Regions from separate parts of the Mus musculus genome. Here region 1 is linked to region 2. The links are chromatin contacts, called in public targeted proximity ligation maps. All regions are on one chromosome and are shown on one strand. The core of a region is the stretch at or near the end of the contact, and the rest is flanking DNA. Distances in the headings are between cores, read along the strand shown.

Region 1 (3,496 bases), core at 806-3,305, 670 kb after region 2:
CTTGCACGAAAATGCACCAGAGATTTTCCATTTGGTAGACTTTATTTTAGTCAGTTGCAAGGGGCAGCAGCTTGTTTCCCCAAAAGCCAGCTGTAAATTTCATCTCTGAGAGAAAAGCAGAGGACTAAAGCATTAGGGATGGCGGACCCCGCTGTGGACCAAGAGGAATAGGAACTGGGTGACAATGAGTCTTCTTCCCTGGTCCAGCAGACATGCACGTGTGTTCAGGGCAGCGTCCGGTGCTAGGAGGCACATGTGTGAGGCATTTCAGGATGGTTGATTTCAGCGAGAAAGAGACAAAGCATGGGCAGTGGTATTGCAGAACCGTTATTCACTGAATGGAATCACATCGGTGGTGTCAGTGAGTGAGGCTGGGAGGCACACCTGTCTGAACTTGCTTGAAGCACTACTTGGCAAACCAAGAGGCACACGGTGGTAATTTTTCCTCTCTCCAATTGAGTGGAACTGTCAATTATCTTCTTCCTCTTGCCGGAAGGGCTTTTCTTAACAATGTGGCTCTCTTCTACTCAGCCCAGGGACCCAGCCTCAACTCTGACAGAGAGGAAGCCAATCATATCTGTAGACTCCATGTCTGCTCTGCTTCCTCCTTGATGAGGGTATGACAGAGGAAGAGGGAGAAGAGTAGGGCAGGAACAGAGACCCCTGAAGGCTGACACAGGCTCCCGAGCCTCCCTTCTCTCCTTCCTCACTTTTCTAGCAGGCCAAATGTGGATATAGCATTCTGTCTTAGCACCCCATATCTTGGCAACATGCTGGTGTTCTGTGCCTGTTGGTCCAAAATCAGGAACAGAGGGAACAATTTCAGAGTTTATTTGCTTTAGAAAGTATCAACCAAATACTAAAATTTGGCTTGCTCTCTGCCAATCACATCCCAGACAAGTTCAGTGTGTCCAACTCTGTCTCCTGCAGGGATTTCTATGGCAAGTATTTCTATCAATCCGACATAGGCTTATGGTTTGAACAGAAGTGCAAAGTTCAGGGAATAAGTGCTTCTCCCAAGGACTAGGTGTAGAGAAAAGATGGCTTTAAAGGTTTCCCATTTACTTATTTCATGTTCTTGCACTATCGTTGGGAGAAAATATTGATTTTTTTTCCTTCCGTGTTGCTTTTCTGGAGGTAGAATCTATCCACATTAATTGATAACAGTACCCAGTTTAAATGTCCAGTGTAAACAGTAAGAGAGTGGAACAGAGAGCTTCATCTGGGAGACAAACAACTTCTAAAGAAGTACTAGGAGAAAGGTAAGAGCCCAGAAAAGATTCTTAAGAATGAATAAATGAATAGGGAAATTGTGTTCTTCCTGGCAGGCAATCAGACATGAAGATTACCCGACAAATCCTTACCTCTCGTTTAAAGATAAAATGCCTATCAGAAAAGGGGAAATGATAAGGCTTGAAATGGCAGTCTTAAATTACAGGAAATATAGATGAAGTTCACTGTCATTTTCCTCCCCTCACTGCAGAGGACTGTATCTAACATTTATTAGGAAACTATGCCACACCATCTAAGGTTTGCAGAAAATCCTGGACTATAACTTTCTATCTTAAGAAATAGTATATGTTTCATTTAGTATGGACACCTTGGGTCCTTCCTTCCACTACGCAGAGCTGAGGGACATTAGCTGAAATGGCATCAGAAATACTGTCTCCTTGCTCACTGGCTGAATGACTCTCACATGACCATGGTGCTTCCTTTTTCCCCAAATAGGTATTCAAAATGATGTACTAATGTTTACTAGAGAAAACACTAGCAAAATTGTTTAGGTTGGCATGCGTTTCAAATGCCATTTTTAAGCAAAATCAAAAAGTCTCTAGTATGCCACAGGGCTTGGCTGCTCAGGGAGGCAGGATTCAGGAAGTTGACCACGATTACCCCATGCTGTTGTTGGGCGGGTTTCAGGCTGTAGGGAAGCCCTGGGACACTGCTCTGGGAGTGGGAAAGCGCTGGAGCTGGTTTTGGGGATCCCCAGGCCTGTGACCAGGCTGGTCAGTCTGGTTCTTAGGCTCTCGGACACCCAGGCGCCACTGGGAGCTGTGAAAGAGCTGAGAATCAGAGTGGGGGGCCTCAGGCTGGATCTAGCCTGGTGCCCGGTGGAAAAAGGGGCGAGATCCTTGGCTTGACTGCAGTGGCAAGTTTGAGCTTGGTGGCACCCGAGGCTGGGAGCACAGAGAGATTAGGCAGTAGCTCTATAGGCAAAGGACTTCTCCATGGCTCCCCACTGCGAATTCCAATGAAAAGAGGCTTTTTAAGGCATCAATTGCCATGGTGGAAAGTGGATGAGTAAACCATACTCCACTTCTCAGGGAGGGTCTGAGGTTAAAGCCTTTTCCAGGGAGGAATGTCTGGGAAAGGAAAGCTTATTGGCTAAGCCCTCCAGGCCTTTAGGTAGCTCATTGAAATGGAGATCTGTCTTGAGCTTGGCCGCTCTTCAGGACCTCTACTTGTGGAGGGGATTGGGGCGTTGTCCTTAGATGATTGATGGCCATAAATCTATAGGGTGTCTGGTTCTCCAGGAACAGGCAAAACACCTACCATCCCTTCAAGGTCTCTGGGGTTTTAAGCCTTAGCTCAACCCGGGAGCAAGATGCCTTTCACGGTCCCACATTGTGAGGAAGGGAAGGTAGGATTGGGTCATCTTTGTTTTTAAACTGCCTTTGTCTAAGTGGTAACACTATAAACACAGTCAAAGGAAGAAAGAGTAACTTTCTGTCTCCAGACCCAGCACCTCCATTATCCAATGATAGCTGCATTCAAAGGTTCCTCAGGTCACTTTCAGAAATATCTTATATATGAGCCTAAATACTTATTCATAATATTAAAGTGGAAATGTAAGCCAATTATAGCCAGTGGTTTTTTTTTTGGACTGGATTTGTATATTTAAAAAATATCCAGAGCGCTCTATCAGCTCATTGGCATCTATCATGTTTAATAATATTGGGGATTTGCCAGAGTTAATTATTTAATCTTTTACAGCTGGACATATTTTTCACAGCTTGCCACTGTTACAAACAATTTTGCAACGTACATGTTTATTCTTCCAGAGACTGAATGTCTGTCTTTAAATTCATGGGTGGAAATCTAGTTGCCACGGTGACAGTGCTGAGGGGTGTGACTTTTCGGGAGGTGATGAGGCCACAGAGCAGAGCCTGGGAGTCCTTGCCACAAATACAAGTGTCTTGTGTCTGGATCTCGTACTTCTCAGCCTCCAGAACTGGAGGGAATTTATTAACAATAAGTTATATGCAAGTCTAAGACTGTTTGTCACAGGAGCCCACACAGTTTAAATCTTATCTCTTTGTCACACTTTTGTTTATCTCCCTGTAGGGCAGATTTCCTAGAAGTAGAATTTCTAAATCAAAGAGTAAGCACATTGGAGCTGGAGAGATGGCTTGTGGGTTAGAAGGTTGGCTGCTTTTCCAGAGGATGAAGGTTCTATTCCAACCATTCACATGGTAACTAACCACCCAAACAAACA
Region 2 (3,235 bases), core at 437-2,936:
TCCTCTCTTCCCCGTGCATCTGAGCGTTCACCAGTTTGGCTTGTTAGCCTTGGAAGTGTATTTTGCCGATGCCTTCCTCCTGGGTTCCCATGTGTGAGTCTATGTGTAACATAATGGCTGACGTTGAGAGCGGCCCCTCTGGACTCCAGAGCTCCCTGTCCCGAAGTATATCTGTTCCATGAGTTCCTGCCAGTGTTCCCTCCCTGGACCTCACTCACCTCAGGGCTGCCATGGCCTCTGCCCTCCACCCTCCACCCTCCACCACAGCCTGCAGACGCTAAACAGTCAGCCTGGACAGCTGCTGGGTTCAACCCGTTTGCCTTCTCTCTTACTCTGTTGTCTGACTGAAAACTACTGTTTCATATAATTCTAGCTTCCTAATGCTAGTAGGGAGGACAATAGAGCTTTATCCCTGTTCTTCTATCTTGTGAGCTTAATTTCTACATATTTTTACATAAAAAGGACATTTGTGTCATTTTCATTCCAGGCTTACATTGCCAAATGTGTACTTCTCCAGAGATCTACTGCAGTCAAATATTGAAGACTTGTAAACAAAATTTACTTTTTGTAATTTTCTTCTCAAAGCGTCTCATTGCTCTGGCAGTTCCAACCATTTGTATGTGCTCTTACGTAAGTGTGCACATTGTGAAATTTGTCCGAAGTGCCATCTGATAGTCCTAGATCATGTTTGAAAGCATAGTTTGTGTAACGCCAGTTGCGTGTGAAACATAAATTAAGAGCTTAGAAAGATGTAGCTGTGTATGCTTAAGGGAAAACATGCAATTATTGGGTCTTCTTACTGAGCATTTTGAATTGCTTAAGGCATTTACCTACTTTGAACATTTACATAGTTTCATTTCTTGGTGTAATTTTAGTCTTCAGATTAAATTTGGTTTGAATTGAAGACAATAAAATCTTCTCGTTTATTTATATAATAAAGGATGCAATTTACAAAGCCACCTTCTTCCTGGGTAACGTTAGGTAATTCATTTGATACACTGGACTTATTCTCTCTCAGGTCTGATTTAGGAACTAAGGAGGTGGCTCAGTGCGTAAAGTGTTCACTGTGTGAGCCATGAAGATCTGAATTTGAATCCCCAGCACCCATGCAAAACCAGGATGTGACAGCACACTTCTGTAAGCCCTACACCGGGACTCAGAGAAAGGCAGAAAGAGAGCCCTAGGGCTCACTGGCCAGCTGCATAGCCCAGCTGCTCAGCTGCTGATTCAGGAGAGATCCCAAGTCAGACATAAGGTAGAGCATGAGACTCCACTGCAGCTGAGGGGCTGTAGTCAGCTAGTGCGTGCTGGGGCGAGGAAGGGGTGGGGTCATTCTTCAGTGGTGTGGCCATTGGATGCTGCCTGTGCCTATGCTCACACAGGCAAGCTTAGTACATTTCACACATGCGCATGATCTCGCTTCAGCATAATTATCTATCACCCTTTCTGGTTCTGTCCCCTTCCCACTGAACCCCCCTTCTTTCTAACAAGCCCTTCTGATGTTATTTGTGTGGATGTGTGTGAGAGGGTGTGGTGGGGGCGGGGAGAAGGAGGGAGAGGGGAGGGAGAGATTGAGGACACAGGCACACTGATTCCCAGTTGCATCACTTCATTCGCACTTCATCCTAACTTGGCTCTGGAGTGCTGACTCAGCAAAGGTTGACCGTGACCTCCAGGCGCACTCTCTGCGCCTTGGGATACAGTCCAGGCAGAAGCTGGGCAGGTGGCGCTTTCGTGAGGTGCTTGGTTGGGCCTGCATGAACGTGAACCAGGAGTTGGCTTACAACTTGATGGACCTATTCAGTTTTAGTGCTTGGAGCAGTGGCAGCGTGTTCCTGAAAATGAACTCTGATTGCTTCCTTATAGGAGTTAACTGATTTCTCTTTTCTCTCTCTTCCTGATGGGCCGTGAAGTGAACAGCTCTACCCAGCCAGGTTCCTCCTGCTACACAGTGCTCTGTCCATTTACCTTGTCAGGAGGGTGAATGTGACTAAGCCCTCTGAACATGAGCCAGAATAAATATCCCCCTTCAAAAAGTCAGAGCCTTTATCAAAACTGTGAGCATACTTTTAATGACTGCTGATAAAGATTCGATCATATACTCTTGTATATTTGGTTTGAAGTATTTGGAATGGTGATTATAATATAAGCTGATCAAAAAAATTCAAAATAGTAAAACTCAGAGGGTCACAAAAAACAATGCAAACAAAAAGATGAAAGCAAGAAGAGAAATTGTTGGGAAGAAGAAAGGTTTAGAGGGAGTGAGAGAAGACTAGGGGGTGATAATGGCCAGCACACAGTGTATACACGAGAAACCCCACAACTCACGGAACAACTGCCCATAATTGAAGATCCTTACCCCATCCCCCAACACACACTCACACACACTTTTGTTGTTCCAGTGTAATTTAGAAGAGAAAGTGATATTTTTTAAAATGCCCCCAAACAGAAATTTGAGTAAGTCTCATGAAAGGGCAGGCAAATGTAAATGTGAACAGATGTTTAAGGACTATATTAACCCTTCGAAGGGGATGTTCCCCTTTTGACATACATGTTTCCATAGATGTCGTTGAACAAAGGTATATCTGATAGTTTACCAATAGATTTGAACAACGAAGTAGAAATCAGTTCCATACTGCTGCTGTGTCTTGTTTATAAGTGAAGAAGAGCGTTCTGGCATTCTTAGTTATAAGTGGACCCTTGACTTTGAACTTACTGATTTTAAAATAATTTTTAATTATTGTCTAAGGTGATTTGAGTCATATCTCAGAACCAATTCAGATGCTTTTCTTACACTCAGAGCCTCTGGAATAAAGCTGTTCTTGCTGGGCAGTGGTGGCGCACGCCTTTAACCCCAATACTTGGGAGGCAGAGGCAGGCGGATTTCAGAGTTCAAGGCCAGCCTGGTCTACAGAGTGAGTTCTAGGACAGCCAGAGCGAGAGAGAAAGCTGTTCTTTAGGAAAGCCTTGACGAGTTGAGGTTGCTTTGTCATCTGGTTATTTCTCTAATTAAACTTTAAGTAAAACTTAAATGCCCAGTGATAACTAAGTTGAATTCAGGCTATGGGAAACAACATAATGAAGAAAAGCATATGTTTGAGACTTAAGCAGTTAATGCTCTGAGCTGTTACTAATGGAAGGACCATGTAACACAGTCTGTCATGGTCTCAGACTTAGCCCAAGTACCCAAGCAGCTAACTTGGAAGGAGTTAGAGCCAACCAGACTGCATAGAGA

Evidence for each region.
Region 1: a targeted proximity ligation map of embryonic stem cells shows a contact between it and region 2, with 6 times the contacts expected there. A contact is called at or near these places in 1 of 130 datasets of targeted methods (embryonic stem cells) and 1 of 9 other capture datasets (embryonic stem cells).

What each region holds. Positions count from the first base shown.
Region 1 is chr19:33,176,681-33,180,176 of GRCm38.p6, forward strand. It overlaps the pseudogene Rnls. Among named protein-coding and RNA genes, the nearest start is that of Mir3970, 21 kb to the left of the region's middle.
Region 2 is chr19:32,506,070-32,509,304 of GRCm38.p6, forward strand. All of the region lies in intron 4 of Minpp1 (multiple inositol polyphosphate histidine phosphatase 1), which reads left to right. Among named protein-coding and RNA genes, the nearest start is that of Minpp1, 22 kb to the left of the region's middle.